Regions from separate parts of the Pan troglodytes genome. Here region 2 is linked to region 1. The links are chromatin contacts, called in public Hi-C maps. All regions are on one chromosome and are shown on one strand. The core of a region is the stretch at or near the end of the contact, and the rest is flanking DNA. Distances in the headings are between cores, read along the strand shown.

Region 1 (5,236 bases), core at 2,517-5,016:
GCATCTGCTGTGTGCCAGATGCCATTCTAGGTTCTAGGGAAACAAGGCAAAGCCCCTGTTTTCCAAGGCATCCACATTTTAGGAAAGACTGCTACCAACCTGGCGTGGTGGCTCATGCCTGTAATCCCTGTACTTTGGGAGGCCGAGGTGGGCGGATCACTTGATGTCAGGAGTTCGAGACCAGCCAACATAGTGAAACCCCGTTTCTACTAAAAGTACAAAAATCAGCTGGGCATGGTGGCACGTGCCTGTAGTCCCAGCTACTCAGGAGGCTAAGGCAGGAGAATCGCTTGAACCTGGGAGGCAGAGGTTGTGGTGAGCCGAGATCGCGCTACTACACTCCAGCCTGGGCAACAGAGTGAGATTCCATCAAAAAATAATAATAATAAAATAAAGACTGCTACTAAACAAGAAAATAACCAAACCAGATAGATGACTTCAGGTGGTGGTAAGAGCTTTGAAAGAATAAGCAAGGTAACTAACTGGTCAGAGGAAGTGAGATGGGTGCATTCCCTCAGATAGACTGCCCCAGAGGTCTGCCTCTCTGACATGACATTTGAGCAGAGACCCAACAGGAAAAGGAAGAGGCTGCTCTATGGCCGGGTACGGTGGCTCACATCTGTAATCCCAGCACTTTGGGAGGCACAGGCGGGCGGATCACGAGGTCAGGAGATTGAGACCATCCTGGCTAAGACGGTGAAACCCTGTCTCTACTAAAAATACAAAAAAATTAGCCGGGCGTGGTGGCGGATGCCTGTAGTCCCAGCTACTCAGGAGGCTGAGGCAGGAGAATGGCATGAACCTGGGAGACGGAGCTTGCAGTGAGCCGAGATCGCGCCACTGCACTTCAGCCTGGGCGACAGAGTGAGACTCCATCTCAAAGAAATAAAAAAGAACCAAGAGGAGTCCAGGCGAAGAGAACAGCAGATGCAAAGGCCCTGAGGCAGAAACAATCTTGGTATGCTGGAGGAATAGGAAGGCAGCCAGTGCAGCTGGAGCAGGATAGGTTAAGGGAGGATCGAGGTGATGAGGGCCTGGAAAGAGGGGCTGGGGTCGAATCACCAGATCCTGTTGGTTGCGATGGAAGAGCCTGGAGTTTATTCTCAGAGCAGTGAGAAGCCACTGGAAAGTTGTTTTTTGTTTTTCTGTTTTTGAGACAGAGTCTAGCTCTGTCACCCAGGCAGACTGCAGTGGTGCAACCTCGGCTCACTGTAACCTCTGCCTCCCAGGTTCAAGCGATTCTCCTGCCTCAGGCTCCCCAGTAGCTGGGATTACAGGCACATGCCACCACACCCATCTAATTTTTTTTTTTTTTTTTTTTTGAGACAGAGTCTCTGTCACCCAGGCTGGAGTGCAGTGGCGCAATCTCGGCTCACTGCAACCTCCATCTCCCGGGTTCAAGCGATTCTCCTGCCTCAGCCTCCCGAGTAGCTGGGACTACAGGTGCATGCCACCACACCTGGCTAATTTTTTGTGTTTTTAGTAGAGACAGGATATCACCACGTTAGCCAGGATGGTTTTGATTTCCTGACCTCGTGATCTGCCCACCACGGCCTCCCAAAGTGCTGGGATTACAGGCATGAGCCACCGTGCCTGGCCAGCCACCGGAAAGTTTAATGTAAGCAGGGGAGTGATCTGTTTTATCATTTAGAAGGATACACACCTCTTCTTCTTTTTTTAGAGACAGGGTCTAGTTCTGTCACCCAGGCTGGAGCCCAGTGTCACAATCATAGCTTACTGTAACCTCAAACTCCTGGGCTCAAGTGATCCTCCTGCCTCAGCATCCCAAAGTGCTGGATTACAGGCATGAGTCACCATGCCTGGTCACACTTCTCATTCTTTAAACCAGACCTCATTTGTTGCCTCCCCCATCCCCCGCCCCACCCCACGGACTGTCCCATAATGCCCATACAACAGGTCACTGTTTAGAAAGTGCTACAAAGTTACATACACAGTCCCTTCTGAGCCTCCCACCAATGTTGGTGGGTACAAGATCAAAAAAAAAAAAAACTCATCTATCTAAGAGGCATAGAAGACTTTTTAGTTAGAGGGCCCAATTATAGTCCTCCTGAAAAGATGCCAAAAGTCCCCTCAAACACTTAGCAAAGATTCAAGAAAGATGAATCTCACATTCTTTGTATGGGAAATGAGGAACTTGACATCTTCAATATAATGGATTCCACTAAAATAAGATGACTATCAATAGGAACCAACTAAAAAAATACTTGACTAGCTGTTATTGAAAGGCTGAAATTCAGCTGACATAAGCAGTATTAATATTGAGCTAGAAAATAAGTCGCATTGAATCCACCCCAACTTTTGTTTTCTGATTTGGGTCTCTTCTAAATTTTTTTTTCTTCTGGACATTGGGAACAATCCAATTTGAAGGCCTCAATGCCCAAATCTACACTCATGTTTTATTCTATATCCTTGGTTTCTTTTTTGAGACAATCTTGGTCTGTCGCCCAGGCTGGAGTGCAGTGGCGCAATCTCGGCTCACTGCAACCTCCGCCTCCCAGGTTCAAGCTATTCTCTGCCTCAGCCTCCCAAGTAGCTGGGATTACAAGCACCCACCACCACTCCCGGCTAATTTTTGTATCTTTAGTAGAGATGGGGTTTCACCATCTTGGCCAGGCTGGTCTTGAACTCCTGACCTCGTGATCCACCCGCCTCAGCCTCCCAAAGTGCTGGGATTACAGGCGTGAGCCACCACGCCCGGCCCTACATCCTTGGTTTCAGTAAATCTCTATTCTAAAATTGAAAAAGAGAAAACATTGCGGATAAAACTTTACAGCAGGGTCTTGTGTTTTGTTCAGGACAAGATTTGTAAGCTCCAAATGCTACAAGGAACTCTGCCTGAGTGCTGGCAACTTTTTTATCCTGACTGGGCAGCGGTTGTACATATTTCTGTAGAAATTCATGGAGCTGCATACTTTACTGTAATTCTACCCAATACAAAAGATTATAATACTTGGCTGGCTACCATTTATTGTGACTGTCTAGCCACAATGCCAGGCACTGTGCTAGACACATCACACGATTCTCAGCTAATCCCCGCCCCATTCTATTCCCATTTTACTGCTGAAGGATCTGAGGCTCAGAGAAGGCAAGCCACTTACCAAAGGTCCCACAGCAATAAACAGACAAGGCAGAATTCGGTTTCAAGTTGGTCTAACTGTATGTGAAGGCTGAAATGTCCGGGAGGCAGGCACCTCGTACCAGAATGTTAGGCGTGGAGGGGGTGCTCAAATCCTTTCATTTAACAGCAGATGAGGCTATTGAAAGACTGTCTCGGTCAACAGCTGGAAGACAAACCCACCACGGTCCAGACTGCAGTTCTAGTGTCCTTTTGGCCCGGCTGGCTTCCACTGGATTGGATGGGACGCGTTTGTGGAGGGAGCAGGAATAAGGAAGATCTCCTTCCCACCTGCTGTTCCCCAGAGCCGGGAGCACCCGGCGCCGGTGGTGGGAGGGAACAGCGGCCAGGCCGAGCCTCCAGCACCCGGCTCCCTCCGTGCGCCCTCGGACCCCAGGGGCACCGTCCCCGCGCGCGCTCCCTGCCGCCCTACCTGGATGGACCGCCGGCTGCCGGCTGGGCCTGCCGGGCTGGAGCGCACGGCCGCTGGACTCGCTCATGGCCGCGCCCCGCGCTCCTCAGAGGCTGCCGAGGACCCTCTCCAGCCGCCGCCGCCGCCGCCGCCTCCCCGGCCTTCCCTCGCGGAGCCGGGATTCCAGGTTCCGGCGCTGACATCACAGAAGCCGGAGTGGGGCGCCCCCGCGAGGAGCCGAGCATCAGGGACCGCAGAGGGGCTGCAGAGTCCGGGAGATCCGGCAAGGCTCCATCCAGCGGTGGCGACAAGCAGCGACCTCCCTGATGTCTCACTGAGCTTAAAAAATAACAATAGAATGGGCGCACTGGGAGCCCAGTCTCCACCAGGACCCGGTACACCCATGTAACAAACATGCACATGGACCCCCTGCCTCTAAAATCAAACCTGATCTAATAAAGAAATAAATAACAAAAATAACTGGATGGGAGTGGTGGCTCACGTCTGTAATCCTCGCATTTTGGGAGTCCGAGGCTGGAGGACCGCATGAACTCACAAGTTTGAGACCAACCTGGCCAACACAGTGAGACCCCCATCTTTAAAATTAAAAAATAAAAAGTCCACACGCAAAAAACCCCAAGACTCCAAATCAGTGCATCTAGTAAGTTACCATTTGGGAACAAAAAGGAAACCAAAAAATATATTTGTACATGCTTGTAAATGCCTAAGCTATCTCCCTAGAGGGTGCAAAAAACTGGCTACCTGTGGTAGCCCTGGGTGGGGAGCTAGAGGGCCGAGTGAAGAGAAAACCACGTGCAGTGTTTGTCTTTTACGTTTTGCACTATATCCTCGTTTCATCTCTACCTTTGTTCGTGTGCAGGTTAAAAACATAAAATTGCCAGGCGCAGTGGCTCACGCCTGTAATCTCACCACTTTGAGAGGCCGAGGCGGGAGGATCACCTGAGGTCAGGAGTTCGAGACTAGCCTGGCCAACACGGTGAAACCCTGTCTCTACTAAAAATACAAAATTAGCCTGGCATGGTAGTGCACGCCTGTAGTCCCAGCTACCAGGGAGGCTGAGGCAGGAGAATCGCTGGAACCCAGGAGGCAGAGGTTGCAGTGAGCCGAGATCACGCCACTGCACTCCAGCCTGGGCGACAGAAGGAGACTCCATCTCAGAAAAAAAAAGAAAAAGAAAAGTAATTGCTAAATATAAATAAATGGGGGAAATGGAGAGAAATCTCCTGTGCAGATTTTGAAATCATTTACATAGATACTTCAAGGATTACGTAGATACTTACGTAGATACTCCTTAAGTGTGAGTTGCCCATAGCGACATCCTTCCAAAAGAGTGCAGTATGGAAGTGGTGGTGGAAGAGGGTGAGGGTGGGCTTTATATTAGATAATACCTGACAAACACTGTCTCAGACAGATGATCAAAGTTAACATCAGCCAGGCTCAGTCGCTCACACCTGTAATCCCAGCACTTTGGGAGGCCGAGGCAGGTGGATCACTTGAGGTCAGGAGTTCGAGACCAGCCTGGCCAACATGGCGAAACCCTGTCTCTACCAAAAATACAAAAAAATTAGCTGGGCATGGTGGCGGGTGCCTGTAATCCCAGCTACTAGGGAGGCTGAGGCAGGAGAATCTCTTGAACCCAGGAGGCGGAGGTTGCAGTGAGTCGAGAT
Region 2 (4,799 bases), core at 1,639-4,138, 100 kb before region 1:
CCTCCCCAGTCCACAGTGATTGGTGGAGGGTCAGGAATGTAACCTGATTGGGGAAAAGTAAGGCTAGAGATGGGGAAGGGGTGTGTGTTGTGGATTCTAGCAGCTTCCCTGTGTTCTGCAGAAGCAAGAGGAAGAGACTGTCATCTTTCTTGTGGATGGAGGAGTGTTAGGATGTCCTATATAGAAGTGCTATGGCCATTTTGCTGCCATAGGTGAGGAGGACCACGGTGGGGGGAGGTGGGGGAGAGAGTCACTGTGAGCCTAATATCAACACTGTGGAAAGCAGTGAAATGAGAGAAAGAGAAAGAAAAGTCGAATGTTTGGTTTCAGTTCCTGGATCAAGCAATACCTGAAGAAAGAGCCCTCTGGATCCCTGATTTAGCAGAGCTAATAACTTCCTATTAGAAGCAAAGGTGGCTCACGTCTGTAATCCCAGCACTTTGGGAGGCTGAGGCGAGCAGATCACTTTGGGCCAGGAGTTCAAGACCAGCCTGGGCAACATGGCGAAACCTCATCTCTACTAAAATACAAAGATTAGCCAGGCATGGTGGTGCACGCCTGTAATACCAGCTACTTGGGAGGCTGTGGCAGGAGAATCGCTTGAACCTGGAAGGCCAAGGTTGCAGTGAGCTATGATGGTGCCGCTGTCCTCCAAAGAAGCAAAAGTGAAATGTTTTGTGTTGCTTTTAAGTGATATAAGGGGAAAATATGAATTTCATGTTCTAAAATTCTTTTATTCCTCAGCACTTAGAATAATGTGTGCCCTTAAAGCGGTCAAATGAATAACTCCAATAATTATTCTTTAAATGCCCATGTGGTCTTATTTAAACATACACACATACACAGAGCATCAACAAGTAAGTGCAACAGGTGTCATTCCCGTGCAGGTTTTTTTTTTTTTAATTGTTGCAGTAAAGCCACTTAGAAATTAGGCATGGAAAATACCATAGAGAGGCTGCCGCCCCAGCAGAATGGGAAGCATGGGTGTTTGCCATTGTTTCCACCTGGCAAAGACAGCTTGGTCTGAAACATGTTTCCAGCTGTCACAGCACTGAATAAGTTACAGAAAATTGGAACAACAGGTCATATCTTAGCAGAAAATAGTGCAGGAAAAGCGGGACAGAATGGACATCCTGAATCAGCCCAGGCAAGTAGGATGTAAAGTGGGGAAAGTACATCCAAGCAGAAGCAGATTTAGGATGAATGCTTTTGTGGAATTAAACTATTGCTTCTTCTTTTTAAAAAATTATTATTAATATTATGATTATTATTATTATTGATACGGAGTCTCGCTCTGTCACTCAGGCTGGAGTTCAGTGGAACCATCTTAGCTCACTACAACCTCCACCTCCCAGGTTCAAGCGATTCTCCTGCCTCAGCCTCCTGAGTAGCTGAAATTACAGGCACCTGCCACCGCACCTGGCTAATTTTTGTATTTTTAGTAGAGACAGGGTTTCTCCAAGTTGGTGAGGCTGGTCTTGAACTCCTGACTTCAAGTGATCCACCCGCCTTGGCCTCCCAAAGTGCTGGGATTACAGGCGTGAGTCACCGTGCCCGGCCAAATTTATTGAGACAGGGTCTCCCTGTGTTGCACAGCCTGGTCTCAAACTTCTGAGCTCTAGTGATCTGCCTGCCTCGGCCTCCCAAAGTGCTGGAAACTGCACCTGGCTTAAACCATTGCTTCTTAACCAGGGCTACACATCAGAGGTCCTGTGGGAGTTTTTATAATATGTTCATCCCTTAGGCCCAGCCCCATAGCTGCTGCTTCAGTAGGACTGGATAGAGCAGGAGCATCCATAGATTTTTTTTTTTTTTTTTAATCTAGGGTTTATTCTGACTGGCATGCCCAGTTAAAAATCCAGGGTTAAACATTGGGAAATTCTAATTTTGGAAATATAATTGGATTTTTTTTAAGTGGAGGGAAGAAAGTATCATAAAGAGAAATTCTCAAAAGAAAGAAAGAAAGAAACACTTTGGGAGGCTGAGGCAGGATCGCTTAAAGCCAGGAGTTCGAGACCAGCCTGGACAAAATAGTGAGACCTCGTCATTAAAAATAAAAATAAAAATGAGATGGGCGCCGGGCGTGGTGGCTCACGCCTGTAATCCCAGCACTCTGGGAGGCCGAGACAGGTGGATCACCTGAGGTCAGGAGTTCGAGACCAGCCTGGCCAACATGGTGAAACCCCGTCTCTACTTAAAATAAAATTTAAGAAATCAGCTGGGTGTGGCGGTACGCACCTGTAATCCCAGGTACTCGGGAGGCTGAGGCAGGAGAATCGCTTGAACCTGGGTGGCGGAGGTTGCAGTGAGCCGAGATCGTGCCATTGCACTCCAGCCTAGGGGACAAGAGCGAGACTTCGTCTCAAAAAAAAAAAAAAAAAAAAAAAAATTAGATGGGCATGGTGGTTCACACCTGTAACCCCAGCACTTTGGGTGGCTGAGGAAGGAGAATCGCTTGAACCTAGGAGTTCGAGGCTGCAGTGAGCTATGGTTAGCCTGGGCGACATAGCAAGACCCTGTCTCTTACAAAAAAAAAAAAATCAGTGCAGCCCCTTGGATGTTGTCTGATACCTGAAGCTGGTTTTTCCACGTGGCTCCCCTAGATAGAGACTAATCGTCCCCCTGTTTTCCTGTTTCCCTTTTCTGAAAAAGAAAAATGTATCCTCCGGGATAGGACACCCGAGACGCATGGACGGCGCAGACTGGAGCAGCCAGCCGAGCCCTCCGCCTCTGGCCGTGCACACACGTGACATCAGTTCCCGTTCAACAAAGTCGAGATCGCGGGACGGGAGGACTGTGGCCAGGTTATCACATGTATCATATATAACGCGCAGCAATGACCCGGCTCTCCTGCCGGGCGTTGTCCCGCCGGCCTTGCAGCAGAGCCTCGCAGGGTTCGCAGCGTGGGGCGCGAGCGCCCTCTGCCGGACACAGGCGGGCGCCGTGGGCCCGAGACCTTCTTTGCCCTTGGCGCGCCCGGGAGCCGATCTCTACGCGATCCAGGATGAAAGAACCTGCAGTGTTCGGGCTCAGCCCCTCAGGGTTGCCGTTTCAGAGGCAGAAGTGGGAGGACGCACGTCCTGGGGGCGAGAGGCGCCTTTTCAAGCTCTGAACACATGAGGTGGGAAAGTGCTCTGCGCTCCGGGATATTTCTCGGAACCCGCAGAAGCCAGACATGAGCGGTGTTGAGGCTGAATCTCCACTTTGAAAGGTGTCTTTGGTTTCCCTGAGTTGGGAAAGGTTTGTTTTCTTGGCCTCAAATCACCTGGATCAAGGGATCTTAAGGAGGACCTTAATGAGGGTCTGGTGTTTTTATCAAATTATCAGAGGTATGGGATCTTCCCAAGGGTTAAAACCTTCAGCTCGTCCTTCCTTCCCTGGGGTCCCTCCTTCTGAAAGATGGTCCTTCTAAGCGTTAGGGGGCCCCCAAAAGCCTGTGTTAGAAGTAACCCAGGCCGGGCGTGGTGTGGCTCACGCCCATAATCCCAACTACCTGGGAAGCTGAGGCAGGAAGATCGCTTGAGCCTGGGAATTTGAGGCTGCAGTGAGCTATGATCACCCCACTGCCCTCCAGCCTGGACGATAGGAGACCCTGTCTCAGGAAAAAAAAAAAAAAAAAAAAAAAAAAAAGGCAACCCAGATGTCCACCAAGAGGCAAAAAGAGAAGATAAGCGGAGGAAGAATGGCTTAGTGGTTAAGTTTACAGCCTCTGGAACCAGGCCAAGGAGGTTCAACCACAGGCCTGGGCTGTGGTAGGAGCTGGGTCGGGTCAGCAGTGGTTCATAGAAGAGTATGGCAGCCAATTAAAGGAACGAGATGGAGCTCTATGAACTGACTTGGGAAGATGGCCAGTGTGGGTCACCGAGTGAAATGCACAGATTGCAGATCCAATGCATAATATTATTCCATTTGGGGAACAATACAAACTCAAACATGTATGTGGATAAAAGATTTCTAAAAACCATCCAGAAAGATACACATTGAATTATTAATAGTAGTTGCTTCTAGGGAACATTTGGAAGAAGAGCCTATTTTTCTCTTTCCTTTTTCTACTTATATGCAGTTTATATTTGATTTTGAGGCAAGTATTACTTTTGGAGGTGGAAAAAAAGAGAAAAAGGCACTTAGTGGTAGGTTGCTACTAGCTTATCTCGAAGGAAATTGGTAACAGAGATTTACCAATTTACTGTTAATCAACAGTCTACAGGGAGATTTACTTGTCACTGTAAATACCCTTTAGCACTGTTGGAATATTTTCCTATGTGCATACATGCATTTTTATTACAAAAAAAGCTTTAATGTTTTAAAAACAGGGCAATTTAACCTTGTCTTTAGTCCAACAAAAATGTACTGCATGTCAGGTACTCCGCTAAGCCTTGAAGACATGGAAACGACCAAATTGGTGTCTGCCTTGCAGGAGTTTATGGTCTGGCTCAGTGCGCCTCACACTTTTAATGTGCTTCGACATCACCTGGAGCTGGTGTATTGGTTACCTATTGCTGCATAACAAATGACCCCAACACTCAGCAGCTGGAAACAACATTTATCATCTAAAATAGTTGCTGAGGGTCTATCTAATCACTCCTGAGTGATTCAGGAGTGACTTAGCTGGTTGATTCTGGCTTGGGGCCGCTCATGAGGTTGGAGTCAACATGTTGGGGGCTGCAGTCATCTGAAGGCTGAATTGGAGCCAAAGGATTCACTTGCAAGATGGTTTACTCCCATGGCTATTGGCAGGAGGCCTCAGTTCTTGGCCATGTGAGCGTCTCCACAGATTAAGTACTTGAGTATCCTCATGA

What was found. A called contact is a pair of places that touch in the nucleus more often than the background predicts.
Region 2: a Hi-C map of stem cell-derived neural progenitor cells shows a contact between it and region 1, with 2.4 times the contacts expected there. The contact joins the enhancer-like site here to the promoter of TMC7 in region 1. A contact is called at or near these places in 1 of 7 Hi-C or Micro-C datasets (stem cell-derived neural progenitor cells) and 1 of 1 datasets of contacts at active chromatin or transcription factors (stem cell-derived excitatory neurons).

The regions. Positions count from the first base shown.
Region 1 is chr18:21,610,923-21,616,158 of NHGRI_mPanTro3-v2.0_pri, reverse strand. It overlaps TMC7 (transmembrane channel like 7), which reads right to left and starts at 3,766. Exons shown (of 16, transcript XM_510854.8): 1 at 3,570-3,766. The coding sequence starts at 3,636.
Region 2 is chr18:21,711,825-21,716,623 of NHGRI_mPanTro3-v2.0_pri, reverse strand. No RefSeq gene overlaps it. Among named protein-coding and RNA genes, the nearest start is that of COQ7, 20 kb to the right of the region's middle. Within about 2 kb of position 2,888, at least 9 of the 24 cell types and tissues checked have an H3K27ac peak or open chromatin away from gene starts, as enhancers often do. A contact at or near this core is called in stem cell-derived neural progenitor cells, where this site is marked.